Regions from separate parts of the Mus musculus genome. Here regions 1, 3 and 4 are each linked to region 2. The links are chromatin contacts, called in public Hi-C and HiChIP or PLAC-seq maps. All regions are on one chromosome and are shown on one strand. Each heading gives the region's core, a stretch centred on a gene start, on an enhancer-like site or on the middle of the called end of the contact. The rest is flanking DNA. Distances are from core to core; before and after follow the strand shown. Region 1 overlaps Nfia (nuclear factor I/A). Region 2 overlaps Nfia (nuclear factor I/A). Region 3 overlaps Nfia (nuclear factor I/A). Region 4 overlaps Nfia (nuclear factor I/A).

Region 1 (3,412 bases), core at 540-3,039, 210 kb before region 2:
GCAAAAACAGTCATTGTGGGGCTTTTATGACCTATCAATAAGTGACAAGGATTTTTTGTTAGAATTTATTCTTAATGTACCTTTGAAAATAACTACCATCACCCTTCTGAATCAAAAGTATAGCACTCTGGGCTGGCGAGTTAGCTCAAAGTCTGGTGACATGTGTTTGATTCCTGAAACATTCATGGAGAACTTAACTCCACAAAGTTGTCCCCTGACCTCCACACCTCCACACCTGTACCACAGCAATGTGCTCCCCCATGTCATGCTTGCTCTCTCTCTCTCTCTCTCTGTCTCTCTTTCTCTCTCTCTCTCTCACACACACACACAAATAGCATATTGAAAACAATTACCATGTTTACATTTTTAATGAATTTTTTTGATGTTTTAAAATTTTTATCTCTCTAGAGCTTCAATAAAATGAGGTAGGGGTAAAAATTTTAAAAGTATAACATCTTGCCAAGTTCAGAATACATATTATGTGTAAGGTTATATATAATATATATACACACATATGTTTTTTGTGAGAAATTTTTTTGGCTGAAATGTTACAGTGAAAGACATAATTGTTCTAAAGATGTGTGTCTCACAGAAAAGACGAAAACCACCCAAAGTGGATAAATGGCATGCTTTGTCCTTATGCCACCTACATTTTTAAACTACTGTGACTGATTTCTCTAGAAAGGTCAGAGGTTTCAAACAAAAGCTTTGTGATTCTTCAAAGGGAGACATTTTGAGTTTTTCTCTGTGGAGACTGGCTGTGCCTAGCTTTGGCTTCATTTCCAGTTGTGCTTGGGAGGTGACTGGGTACAGAGTGACAAGGGAGTACCGCAGGTCCTTAGCCAGCTGACTTGTGGGGCAGGCAGAGGGTAGAGGGCCGGATGACTCCACCTGGGCGCTCTTACGCGGTCCCTTAGTTTACAGGCGAGCTCACAGGCTTTCTCTTGTTTTGCTGTAGAGCCTTCCTTTACAGACTCAAAACACGGGACAGCCAGAGAGGTTTGTGTATTTGGGTACCATGGCGTGGTGAAGTTTCAGCCATCGTGGATACGGGTTTCTTTGATTTTTACATGAACTTGTTTGTCTTTACTTTGTTTCGTTTCTGACTTCCAGTCTGGGTGAGTTGTTCTTGTTGTGTGTTTGTTGGAGGATAGATGTGCTCAGGAGACTGTGACTGCCCTTGTCAGGCAACAGGGACAGAACACACTCAAGTCTGATGATTAGGAAAGAAGAGAGCCGGCATTTAAGCCAAGTCTCTCAGATCCCATGCTTGTGTTCCTTAGATGCGGTATCTACCTAGTATTTTCATATGTATTATCTTACTGGCGCTCCACTTAACCTTAACATCTGAGTTGAAGAGTTCTTATAAGTGCCTGTATATAGTAGGAAGCAGGTTGAGGAACTAGGCCCCGGTATGATGGTTAGTCGATTGCTCTTCTGGATCTTCTTTTTATCTCAGAGATATCGACAACACATCAAGTTCTAAGCTCTGCTTCTGAATTTATCGTAGTACAAACAAACAAACAAACAAACAAAAACAAGAAATGTTCTCCAGGACTCTCAAGATAATCTTGAAATCCATTGTTTATTTAAAAGCTTAAAAATGTAGTAAGAAACCACCCAGAATGTTGTCTGTGTTTGTATTAATTTTGTTTTCTTACCTTGAAGAAAGTTCGGAGGCCTGGGCCTTTATTTCATAGGCAGAAAACCGAAGCTCTTGCTTCCCAGAAGCTGTGTGATGGAAGATTCTGTATGAGTCACACAGCAGCTGCATCCCAGGGATGCTCTGGCTGATACTGGCTAGTGAGGTCAGTTTGGCTGCCTCTCTTGACAGATTTTACCATGGCGCTGGCCATTGAGTCATCAAACATCAGTTCTTACGGTCTCTGCATGGTACTAGGTTCCCAAGATAGAAGAACATACCATGCAACAACTTTCTTAGGTATAATTTCTTCAGATATTAAGATTTCAAATATTTTGATAATTTTACACTAGGGTCTTCCTAATTAATAGACTGTGTGGAGTCTTTAAACATTTGTAGAACCAGTTGTTTTAATTTTTAAAAAAAAATTGTGTGTACATGTCTATGTTTGCATGATGGGGATGTAGGGGGAGGGTGCATGCTATGGTATGTTTGTGTATATACCTGTGTGTGTGTATGTGTGTGTGTGTATATGTGCATGTGTGTGTGTGGAGAGAGAGAGCGCGCGAGAAGGAGAGAGAAAGGGAGGGAGAGGGAGAGAGAGAAGTAGAGAGAGGGGAAGAGAAAGAGAGAGAGGGAGAGAGAGAAGGAGAGATAGAGGGGGAAGAGAGAGAGAGGGAGGGAGAGAGAGGGAGAGAGAGAAAAAAACTTTGTGGAATCACTTTGCTCTTTCCACCTTTATGTGGGTTCCAGGCGAGGAGCTCCGCTCCCCTGGTTTGCCTGCTTAGCACCATTAGGAACGGAGCTGTCTCACTGGCCCCTGTGTTGTTTTTTTTTTAAAAATAAAATAAATGCTGCACATTGAGATTTGTAACATTTGACTGTATTTCTATTATGTGTTCAAGAATCTTTTGTGTCAGAAATGTCTGTGTAAATGTTCCGAAAGAGGGCCCAAGCTTTCTGTTTCTTAGAAGCTGACCGCTATGATGTTTTCTCTAGAGCAAGCCACTGAACAGTGAGACATAGACAGACAGACAGACTTCCTCCCCCCCCCTCTCTGACATCTTCCTTGTAATGATGAAGTGTGAAACAAATAGAGTTACAGAAAAACAAAACACCGGGAGAACTAGAGTGGAAAACAGAAAGGAAGGGAAGCCTTGGAGAGCAAGCTGTGGGGAATTCATTTGGCAGTTGGTGGAGGTCCCTAACACACAGCCAGATTTCAGTGGTGCCGCTTCCTACAATCCGAATTCTGCTCCCTCTCTGAAAGTCAGCAATGGCAGGACTTGCACACTGATGAGGGTCTGAGGTTGCCAGGGGTCTGGATCTGCTTTGCCTTTCCTTTCCGATAAAAGATGGCAGGTGCAGGTTGCATTGCGTTTGCATAGAGAGCACCCAGGGCTGCTGTGACCAGTGTGGTAATGGGGTGGCTGGAGGGTCTATAGGAGCATGTGTAGACAGTGGTCAGAAATAGGAGAAAGGTTCCAGGTCTCATATATGAGGTAACAAAAGAAGAGCATAAATCTGCTGGTCCCAATAGCATATGCTGGGGTTTGTTTTTCTCTATTTTATTTGCTTGTTGTTTAATCTGAAAGTGAAATCTGTTTCTACCACCACCCCGGTGTGCGCGTCTCTCTGTACCAATCATAGAACAAATAATTTGTCCTACAATTAAGCTCAAAACTCAGAAAATGCAGCGCATACAGTTACAGAATGGCACGGGATTGTCATAGAAACTTGTCCCGAGCACTGTAAATAAAAATGGGTGGG
Region 2 (3,494 bases), core at 803-3,302:
TGTCTTGGATTGTTTCCTGTGCCTGTGTAGGGGGCTGGTTAGCAAAGGCCTGGCATTGTGAGCATCCTTCAGCTTCTCAATGCTTTCCGACTCTGCACACTGCTGTGCCATCACTCCAGGACTCACTCACACATGGCCTTGTGCTGACTACAACTGTTCGGTAAGAGCAGGACCGGGCTGCATCAGCTAAACCATGGCTTCAGGCCAAACCGGTCAGCTACACGCCAGAGACCCTCTCTTCCTTGTAGACCTTTAATCTAAGTTTGTCAAGGTTTATTTTTATAGCTTGCCTTGCCTATTGCAACAGGGATTCCCAAGCTCTGTCCTTCGACCAGAAAGCCTTTCTCAAAGGCATAGGCTCTAGTTAGGTTTCTGTTCCCGTGATGAAACACTGACCAAAAACAACTTGAGAAGAAAGGGCTTATTAGCTTACAGGTCACATTGTATCATCAAAAAAAGCCAAAGCAGGAACTGAAGCAGAGGGCACAGAGGAGTGCTGCTTACTGCCTTGCTCAGCCTGCTTTCTTAGACCATCCAGGAATACTTACCCAGGAGTGATTGATACCTCTCATGGTGAGCATGGCCCACCCACATCAATCATTAATCAATAAAATGCCCTACTGATATGCCCACGGGCCAATCTGATGGAGGCAACCCTTCAGCCCCATAACTTCCAGCTTCATAGTTTGTGTTAGGATGACAAAAATACCCAGCACAACACACCATCCGAACTGCATAAAGAAGTTGAGTCTATGACCTTACCACAATCACAACTAGTTGTGACCCCATACAGTGTGGAGACTCCATATTACTCAGAAACGATACCCTTGTCTTAAACTGTTTCTCTTTCCAGATACATAGTGCTAGCCTTCTACATGTGATAGTAAAAATATTTACTTCCCCCAGGAGTCCAGTGAGGTTCTCACTGTGATGGGGTAGGGGGAGCTGTTTCAGTATTTGCAAACGAAGAGTCAAGTTAAATAACTACTCTCATGTCTTTGCCTGGGAGAGTATCATCTCCACAGTGGTGGCAATGACAGAGCAGCTCAGTCTCACGAGTTCCTAGGTGAGAGTTAGACTAGACAGCCAGGCTGCTTGACAATAAATGCCTGGAGCAGATGCTAGGAACTGCTGGACTAGGGACTCTGGCCCAGGAGAGCTGCAGGAAGTCACAAACTCCCTCACCCTTGCCTCCCGCCAGCACCCTTTAATTTCTGCCTTTATCATCTAATGTTTGTGAACTGTAGCAACGGAGACGCTGGCGCTGAGAGTATGGATTTGTTCTGTGGCCCATCTCCACACGTGGCAGGACCATCTGAAAGCACTTCTAGTTATTTATTACCTTGTTCCACGAGAGGGAGAAAACACAGACCACTGCACCCTGGGCCAGAGAAAAAGAAGAATTCAGTACAGGGGAGAGGCTCCCAGGAGCGCCTGGGGTTCCGAATCCCTGAGGTTGTTTTAGCATAATCCCATGAAGGAGGAGACAGGAGCCATCTGTTGAGAGGTGCTTCACTACACAAAGCCCTCTACTACAGGCATTTCCAGATAGGCCCCTCCCCTGAGCTGCCAAGGAGAGCCCATTCTGCTGGCTGCTGAACGTCCCTGCTTCAAGGGCTCTCTGTCAAACCCACTCTTGTTTATTTTGTGCCAACGTTTCCTCAAAGTACGTGCTCTGAGGCTGCCAAATGTCCCTCCTGGTGTGAACTCAAAAAGTTCTGTCCCAAACTCCACTCCTGCTCATTTCCTTCTAAAGTGCTGAGTGTTTTCCTTGAAGTTGCTGGAGAGATTCTGAAACCTTAAAGGCTTCCGTGGGAAAGAGTAAAAAGACCACAGATACACACACAGGCCATTGTGCCTCTGCTCCGGCCTGTTCCGATTGCCAGCGTGGTTTGTTACACCCAAACTGGCTGCAAGGGTTAAGTAAACTTCGTGGCTCGGGATGACTTCACAGCCCTGGAATTCTGCAAAGCCAGGATTCTCAGTACACTGTGGCTGGCCTTAGAGTCTTTGGGTGTGAAAACCACTCTCAGCTGCTCAGCCTGTGCTGAGTTCCTGCTACATGGCTGCAGAATCTATTAAAGTCCAGCAGATGAATTGCCCTGGCTCTGCCACAAAGCCTGGCTACCCGATGGACTTCGGGGTTCCCAAGTTGTTTGTCAATGGAGAGTGGCAGTGAATGGAACGGGCCTGTGCCTCAGCCTGGCATGAGGTGGCACCCTAGCGGCTGTTTTCTGCCTTGGGAACGTGCACTGCTGAGATTCTCACACAGGAATCATCATGGGAGTTCCGAATGCAGTTTGTTCTGAACTTCTTTTTCAAGTCCTTGGTATGGCTTCCAGCGCCCATACGCAGGCACTTAGGATTTCTGACCAGCAGTTTTGTAAGAACCAATGAATCTAGTCTAACCTGACGTGTAGAAAGAAGTTCTGGGGCAAAATTAACTCAGCTAAGAGAGGCACAGTAAGAAAATGAGACATTGGTAGGGCTAAGCTCAAACTTGAAAATACAAATTGTCCTTATCTGGAAAGACTAATGAAGAAGCAGGCCTCAGATGAGAAGTCCCGGGGAGGGGGCATCTTTTGAGGGTTACCACTTAAATAGTGGCGGTTCTTTCTACCTTTATTGGAGGAGGATGACTTAAAAACTTCCTAGTCTGAGCAGGCAGCCTGCTGGCTCTCTCCTCTGTTAACACACACAGTAACAATGATCATGGTACAGAAATTAATTTTTTATACAATTTATACTCTTAAGCAAGAAACCATTTAGACTTCAGCATTAAAGGAAGAAACAAAAAGACGATAATAAAACGTCCACTGCAGCCCAGCCCGGACCGTCACTGTGACCTTGCCTTTGTTTGGCATTACACAATTCAATGGCAGGCCACTCAAACTATGCTCTCGATCAATATCCTATTAAAGCAGCACAAAAAGTCTCCATAAACTTAGTGGTTAGCTATGTTTATAAATGGAACTCGGCATAATTAGATGGTCAATAGCAGGCTCTACTAGTAATTTTAAAATGAACATCACACATCTTATGCATAGAAGCCAGAATCAACCCCTCTGGAAGGAAGGTCTGGTGTGTAGTAGACAATAGGTTGGATGGCCTTTTTAAAAAAAATCTTCTCTATGTCCAAAATGCAGCTTCTAAAGAAAATCTGTTAAGTAAGCCATATAATAGAAAATTCTAATCGGTCCCTTAAGGTTTTTTTCGAGTCTAAGTCACTTCATTCTAAATGTATTACACCATGGGATATGTTTCATTTTCTAGTTTTAATCAAGCCCCCACACAGAGAGGAAATAATAAATGTTGCCACACTCATAGAAAAGGGAAAAAAAATCAGTCTATCTGGCTTAACTAACAGATTTCCTCCCAGTTCAATTCAATACAATTTTAAAATAAATGTTGAAGTTGAATTATTTCCAAAGAATGCTTTGTCATACAATTTTTATTTCCTTGATTCATTTGGGGTGAGTGTTTGAACAGTAAAG
Region 3 (3,248 bases), core at 565-3,064, 190 kb before region 2:
TCCAGTTGAAACAAAGACTATAGTTGGCATTTAATCTTAAATATTTGTGGACATACCTAGTGGCATTAACCTTAACATGGCTATTCTCCTCCCTAGTAAGACTTAGAAATTCTGCCTTCCCAGTTCCTGAAACTCATCTACCATTGACTTGGATGCCTGACCCTGGACCACACATTTCTTTCCTTATTTATCTGGTCCATATAATGAATGGCTTTTCCACGGGAACTAATTCAGTTACTGAGCACAAGTGCCACACACCTTCAGAAAGTGACACTGCAGGTGTTTAGTGAGAGGAAATTTCGTTTGTCTTTTATTCAGAGACACTATCTAGAAACGTGAGCTTATGATATATTAATCGGAGAAACTGGCATGAGTCAGCACTTCATTCTCATCTGGGCACTCATAAAACAATCTACATGGCCAACATAGCATCATGTTTGTAACTGAGCTTTTGTTTCTGTATACTAAGGAAACTGAACATTTTGTTCTTTGACAAAAATGATTCTTTAGGTTAGGGTCAAGAAATGGATTCGTGATGATATCTGCTTAATTGTTGAGGATATTCAGCCAAAACTTAGAGACAATGTATCAGGGTTATACTTCATGAGCAGACACTTGACTTTAGTCTTTGGATAGAAAAGCTACACATCTGTCTGCACTCCTTGGGCCATGTTAACTTGGATATTATTTTAAAAATAAAAAGTTTGAGGGAAAAGCTTGCACATAGAGAAAGTTTGCAGCACATTTCCTGTGTGTTGTAGGGTATACCTGTTTCTCGGAGGGAGCCTGATCTCTAGAAACAGCATGTTTGTGTCCTCAAGGAGGAGAAGGGATCTTCTGTCTCCATTTGACTGTTTTTATGGGTCAAATAGCATTTCTTTACTTTAAGTTCTGTGGTATGTTCTGTGGTTTGTGTTAGGCTCTGTAACATTTATAATTATATGAGCTGACAAGATGGAATTAACTTAATTGAGGAGTTTTGCATAGTGTCTGTACCAACATCCTAATAAAATAATATGAAATTCAATAAGTATTGCCGAGTGGGCCAGCACTCCACTCATGGAGGCTCACTAAACGGGATATATTCTCGTGGCACCCTTCCAGAATGTAGAAGAAACACATTTATCTAGGTGATTAGTATTCTTCCTGTCTGCCAGATTTAAGAATTGTTTGGAAATATTGTTAGAATCAAAATCATGTCTGTTGCTACACAGGGTTGAGCATTCCAGGCAAACCCTGGCCGGTTTGTTGTTCTCATGACCACTGATTTTCATGTCTGCCCTGACAGTGACAGTTTTCAGTGACAGCAGCCAGTACAAGGCAGGGCACTCCTTTTTTAGACCCACCTCAAAGCCATTCCCGAAAACACTTTGAAAGACATTGTGGAGACACTCGGGGCCTCCATAGTTTGGCTCTTGGAAGTTATTAGCAGCTTGTAGTCCAATCCATTTTAAACTGAAAGGGACGTCTCTGCACAGCACACATTCATCACTTCTCCAGTTCTAAACTAAAGAAAGATGAAGACACTGAAAGTAGGACTTTAAGAACATTTGGAGCATAGAGACTTTTTAAACTTTCAGATCCCCATATTAAATTTAAAGTGAACATAGCATGCTTTGCATTGGACAGTATTGGGCCGGGTACTGTATTTTGTTAGTGATAACTGCTCGACATAATTCCAGGGACAGCTTTAAAAATCTAAAATAAATTTGTGATAACTGTATTAGCAAATTCTAAGGTCTTAAATTGACCTCTAGGACATTAGGAAATCAAATTTAAAGCATTGCATTGTCTGTTACTCAATGGAGCGGGCTGAGGACAGCGTGTGACTTGTGATCGTCCAGTGATGCAATAGCTGTGTGCTCCAGTGTGGGTTAGGGTTGATCAGATGACCGCCTTTAACTATGCCCTTCCCGGAGCATTTTGAATGGCTGTTTTCAAGTAACAACCTAGGCAGTTACCTTATTGATTTTAAGAAAGACCCTTTTTAGCTATAAAAGCATATACTATCTTCTTTGGATTCTGGCTTAGAAATTACCTACTATGGTCAGAAATGTTTACCCAAAACTCTCTCCTCAAAAACAAGTAAAACTTATATGGAGTAAAATTTATAAACAAGAAAACAGAAGTATTACACACACACACACACACACACACACATGCACACATTACACACCTTTGCACATGCACACATGCACACATTATGTACATGCACTTCCACTTTCTCCCCTGGAATTAGTTTTCATTGAACATGAAGACACTTTTCTACTCATTTGGATTCTATTTTTACTTCATTCACAGGAAGTGATGACTATACACTCAACACAAACAGAGTTCACTTCATGGGGTGAAGAATTTTCACTCTGTAAATAGATTTCAAAATGAAAGAACCTTTCTTGCTCAGCACCATCACATGCACATTAGGTTCCATCATGTGCACAGTAGATACCATGTTACACAGAGCGGACCAAGTTATGTTCAATAGTGTGTGACCAGATCGCCAGTATCCTATCAACGCAAAGAGGAATTCTTAATCTAACTTGTTTGGAAGCATGAATGTACTCGATAGTATCTTGGTAAGAAGAAATGTTTACCACCTAGACCTCAGAAGTCAGAGGTGACATGGAATGAGTTTGGACTTTGCTTCCTTCACACTGTCTTTCAGTTTTAAAGTTATAGAATTTCATTTTCGTGAGTGTGTGTCATTGCAGTGGGTTAATATGAAGGTGGAAAGATACTCTAAAGGGAGACCAGCATCACCGCCCATCACAGGAAAGATTCTAGGAAACAAATGGGTAGCCATAGGCTTGGAATCATAGAATGTCCTAGTTGTGAGGGACCTTAAGTTCCATTTAATCCAAAATTTAGATCCCACGACCTGGATGAGATATGTGTTTTGTAATTGTGAATGGACTTTACTCATGATGTACTTCTAGTTGTTTATGTTAATAATGAGAATAATCTGTATGACAGTCTCCCTTTCTTTGGATGTTTGTATGATGCTTGTTAATCTATTTTCGGTAAAAACATGTAAGAGAAAATTGCAATCGAGCATTGTAATCTGAAAAAAAAGTAATCTGCAATTATTGGATTGATTGTGCTTTTGGCAGTGAAGTTGTTATAGTTTGAAGTTTTTAACCAACTTGAATATGTCCCAGAGTTTACACAGGGTTGTTTATAGTCTCACTAGAGACAATCTATCTGCTTCTTTGTCCTGACATTTTATATGGATGTCATGAACCAACATC
Region 4 (3,648 bases), core at 200-2,699, 160 kb before region 2:
CGTCTTCAAAGGAAAATTTCTCTTTCCCCTTGGGGAGAAATTAACCTACGGTACAAAGGGAGTTGAGAGTCTGCGCTCTGCTTTCTGAGTGTTTCAGAGATGGCCAGAAGTTGATACCAGTCACTGGAAAGCCACTAGGCAACATGAACGCCATGGTCAGGGTGATAGAACATGGGGCCTTGGCCTGCTCCCAGGGCTCAGCCTCTGCTCCCTGAGCCTCTCATTTCCTAAGTCCCTTTCTGTCCTGAGTTCTGCCCCTGTTCCCTCGGGCCCAGCACAGCAGACCAAAGGGCTTTCTTGGCCATCCAGCTGCTTTAGGTTCAGTGGAATCCTTCCTGATCAGTGGGGGGTTAGTACAGTGGCCCTGCTTGGGTTCAGTTAGTGCAATGGCCTTGTACTAACTGGTCTTGTTGCTCCAAGAAATGTTAGCAAAGCAGTGCCTGGACCTTGGACTATGCTTCATGTTTGACCTTTGGTGGCATCTTTTTGTGAGCCAGCACACCTGGCTAAATGTCTTTCAACTCCGAAATTATGCCGAGTGGAAGTATTTTGAATAAATGTAAACAGAGAAGGAATTTTGCCTGCAAACTTTAGAATTCTCATCTCACTTGGCTGTAGTAACTGCTTATTACAGTAGGCTTCTTTGTGGTTGATGATAATAAACAAGGAATGGATTTCCAACAGAAATTTCCCCCAGTCTTCCCTAGGGCATCTGAAGTGCCTTTTTTCTCCTGTGGGCTCCAGAGTCATGGGCAGTGTTGAACAATTAGCCCAGAGGGAAGCCCTGGAAACAGTTGGTCCCTCAAGGCTTGGGAAGTCACAAAGGCTGTGCTGGCAAGGGGGAGGAGGGAGGGATGATGTGGGGGCTGGGGGGGGGTACTCAGAGGTAGTGAGAGGGGTGGGGGTGGGTTGTTTCCCAGATAGTTTTCAAAGAACAGAGGTTGGTGTGCTTTGCTGTGGGCCCCGAGAACAGTGCAAGTCTGCTTCAAATTCTTCTTTGTCTTTATCTGGTACTTTCTCTAGCACATTCCTTTTGGCTTAACAAAGTGTCTTCCTTTCCTGTTTCATGGTCATTGATAACAAGAGCTTGAAGGCTTTTTGCTTCCAGGCTCTGCATGGAGTGGAAAGAGGAACACATAGGAGGGGGACTTGCCATCTTAGAGATGTTTCCCCATTTTTATCACACAAGGGGAAAGCTGTCCAGTGTGCAGAGAGGACCCAGGTTTTCATTTTAGTCTAGGGGGTGATTGATTGCCTTTCTTTCAAGGGCCTGATGGAGGAGGTCAGAGTCTTAGAAAGGGAAGAAGCCAGGGAAAGGGAAAGAAGAAAGAGTGAGATTTATGGCCTCCTGCATCACGGCTTTTATGTCGCATAACTATTCCCAACACTGGAAGTTCATGACACGCTCGCTGAGAAACAGCTCTGGAGTACAGAGCAGTGATCTGCATGCAAAGAGGAAATTACACAGTCCAGCCTCTGCTCTGCCTGCTGCAGAGAGCACACTCAGCCCGTGATGGACACAGGTTCCAGTGGCTGCTGGGCATGAGCTGGACCACCCAGCACCACTTACACTGTGCACAGGGTGGCTGGCGATGCTGTTTATAAAGCATTGTTTCAGCAAACAGACTTTGCTGTTGCTCCTTCTGCATCTGCCCTCTTCACTCCCAATGTGGAAGCCTTGGGCATCTCATGCCAAAGAACACTGCACTAATAGAGCCTCTGCCTCCACCCCTACCTTTGATAATTGAAGATCTTTTAAAATGTTTTTGTCTTCCATTTTTTATTCCATATGGGCCCTTAGGTAACATGACCCAGTGTGGCCATTAAATGGCCCTGCTTACAGTTGGATTGCTGGGTACAAAGCAAATTTATGGTTGTTTATTCTCTCCTCCTATCAGCTATTAGTGCCTAATCATATGGTCTATCGATCATGAGATTAATCGCCTGCCCATAGAGGCAGCGGGTCTTGTGGAATGCTTCCCTGCGCCAGAATGAACTTCAACCTTTTATACAAACTGGAAGAGTCAGAACCATCATTCACTGCCTGGAGCCCCAGGAGGTAAATCCCTGCTTCTCCAAGCAGTGTTCTCTTCACTTCCTTCCCTTGTGTAAAACTTCAACTCATTGATTCAGACACACACAGAGCCTTTCTGAGGCACCCTATACACAATGACATAAGCTGCAAATACGTGGGCTTTATTACACGAGGCCCACAGTCTGCATAATTAAAGATCTCTCTGCACTCCTATTATAAATTCTCATTTTGCAAGATTTATAGCTGGGCTTTTAAATTTTTCTCAAGCTAAGACTTTCTAAGAGTGTTATGATCAGAGGTCTATTTTCTTTTTTTTTTTTTATGAAATGTGTTTCTTTGAAGATATAAAAAGCAAACTCTAGAAACCCCGTCATAGAGGTGTCAGCACACAGAGGTTAGCCATGTAAAGAGTAGGTACTCTGTACCCTAGAGTGGCTTTGCTGACCTTTGTCCCTCTGCAGTTATGAGGGCCAGAAGCCCTGTGGTGTCCTGCCGTGTCTGGATGTCCTGCTCTGTCTCTATAACTCCAAGGAGGAGGAGGCTGGGATCATACGCCATTGATCTTTTCCCAGCCTTGCTTTTACTTAGCCTAGCTTTCTCAGTGTGAGTCCTGAGTTTGTTCAGTGAATGACCCTCAGCAGGGACTAGGAGACTTGCTTCTTTGTGTTGACACTGCCCTTGAAGGCAAGGGTGTACACGTTTAGGTGACACTCTGCAGTCTCTGAAGACAAGTTCCCTGCTAACAAAATGACTATACATTCTGGGCTGGTCACTGGTGTTCTGTGGGTTAAATGCTACTAGAATAGTGCCTTCAAATGTTTGATTGGAACATGTCAATGGAGTTTGCCATGACCTCACTGCTCCCTATTAGTCACAGTGTCATCACAGAGTATCAGCAGCCTGCTTTATCTCACCTACGCCATCCTCAAGCACTTATGATTTCTTCCGGTATTTTCCTATAACATGATCCTTGGTTACTAGGGTTTGAAGTCTGATATTTGGGCTACTAAGTGATGCCTCTGGCTGTTACTTTAACCCTCTGTTCCAGTCCTGTTATTCTCAAGAATCTCAGCTATTATTATTTTTTGTTTCATTTTGTGTTTTGTGGCCCAGATAAACAGCAATGGATGATTAATTTGTTTTCTCCCTTTGAAGTAAATAAGTATGTATAGTTGAATACACTGAGCCATTGTACAGAAGGTGAAATGGTTTTGTGTGACTAGTTGGTTGATAGTTTAGCTTGTGTGATTGCTTGGTGGGTCAGTGTGGAGGTCCTGTTTGAGGTTTTGATATGCTAAAAATAGCTCCCAGATCTTTCTGACTTTTCCCACTTGTGGTGTTTGTAGGCTTAGCGTAAAGTTTACTCTTTCACACGCTGTTGGAGTCCTTGTCTGTCTACACTTGCTCCTTCTTATTTCGCAACTTCCTTTCACTGGTGCTGTGCTGCAGCCTCCCGTACAACCTGTCTCTTGCTGTGGTAAGATGAAGGGAACTCTCTCATGTGAGTTTACTCAGAAGCCTGATAGCTGTAGTTTCCTTCTATAGTCAAGAGCATTTTGAAGGATTTGCTCTAAAACAGTGGTTCTAAACCTGCAGGTCGTGGCCACTTTGAA

The links. A called contact is a pair of places that touch in the nucleus more often than the background predicts. HiChIP or PLAC-seq counts read pairs in DNA pulled down with a chosen protein or histone mark.
Region 1: a contact with region 2 is called in a Hi-C map of muscle stem cells, with 3 times the contacts expected there. The contact joins two enhancer-like sites. A contact is called at or near these places in 13 of 484 Hi-C or Micro-C datasets (the MC3T3-E1 cell line, astrocytes, cerebellar granule neurons and 9 more), 9 of 115 datasets of contacts at active chromatin or transcription factors (CD8 T cells, astrocytes, cardiomyocytes and 5 more) and 1 of 9 other capture datasets (adipose tissue).
Region 3: a contact with region 2 is called in an H3K27ac HiChIP or PLAC-seq map of hepatocytes, with 3 times the contacts expected there. The contact joins two enhancer-like sites. A contact is called at or near these places in 5 of 484 Hi-C or Micro-C datasets (the N1E-115 cell line, cerebral cortex, liver and 2 more) and 3 of 115 datasets of contacts at active chromatin or transcription factors (CD8 T cells, astrocytes and hepatocytes).
Region 4: a contact with region 2 is called in an H3K27ac HiChIP or PLAC-seq map of heart atrium, with 8 read pairs. The contact joins two enhancer-like sites. A contact is called at or near these places in 8 of 484 Hi-C or Micro-C datasets (the N1E-115 cell line, Sertoli cells, cerebral cortex and 4 more) and 5 of 115 datasets of contacts at active chromatin or transcription factors (CD8 T cells, astrocytes, bone marrow-derived macrophages and 2 more).

What each region holds. Positions count from the first base shown.
Region 1 is chr4:97,793,257-97,796,668 of GRCm38.p6, forward strand. All of the region lies in intron 2 of Nfia (nuclear factor I/A), which reads left to right. Among named protein-coding and RNA genes, the nearest start is that of Nfia, 17 kb to the left of the region's middle. Within about 2 kb of position 1,790, at least 43 of the 459 cell types and tissues checked have an H3K27ac peak or open chromatin away from gene starts, as enhancers often do. A contact at or near this core is called in cerebral cortex, muscle stem cells and myocytes, where this site is marked.
Region 2 is chr4:98,002,344-98,005,837 of GRCm38.p6, forward strand. All of the region lies in intron 4 of Nfia (nuclear factor I/A), which reads left to right. Among named protein-coding and RNA genes, the nearest start is that of Gm34218, 19 kb to the right of the region's middle. Within about 2 kb of position 2,053, at least 207 of the 459 cell types and tissues checked have an H3K27ac peak or open chromatin away from gene starts, as enhancers often do. A contact at or near this core is called in the N1E-115 cell line, Sertoli cells, astrocytes and 6 more, where this site is marked.
Region 3 is chr4:97,812,882-97,816,129 of GRCm38.p6, forward strand. The region is part of intron 2 of Nfia (nuclear factor I/A); the gene reads left to right. Among named protein-coding and RNA genes, the nearest start is that of Nfia, 37 kb to the left of the region's middle. Within about 2 kb of position 1,815, at least 25 of the 459 cell types and tissues checked have an H3K27ac peak or open chromatin away from gene starts, as enhancers often do. A contact at or near this core is called in the N1E-115 cell line, hepatocytes and liver, where this site is marked.
Region 4 is chr4:97,838,497-97,842,144 of GRCm38.p6, forward strand. The region is part of intron 2 of Nfia (nuclear factor I/A); the gene reads left to right. It overlaps Gm19417 (a long non-coding RNA gene), which reads right to left. Exons shown (of 2, transcript XR_376437.4): 2 at 2,344-3,648. Among named protein-coding and RNA genes, the nearest start is that of Gm19417, 29 kb to the right of the region's middle. Within about 2 kb of position 1,450, at least 56 of the 459 cell types and tissues checked have an H3K27ac peak or open chromatin away from gene starts, as enhancers often do. A contact at or near this core is called in Sertoli cells, astrocytes, cerebral cortex and 3 more, where this site is marked.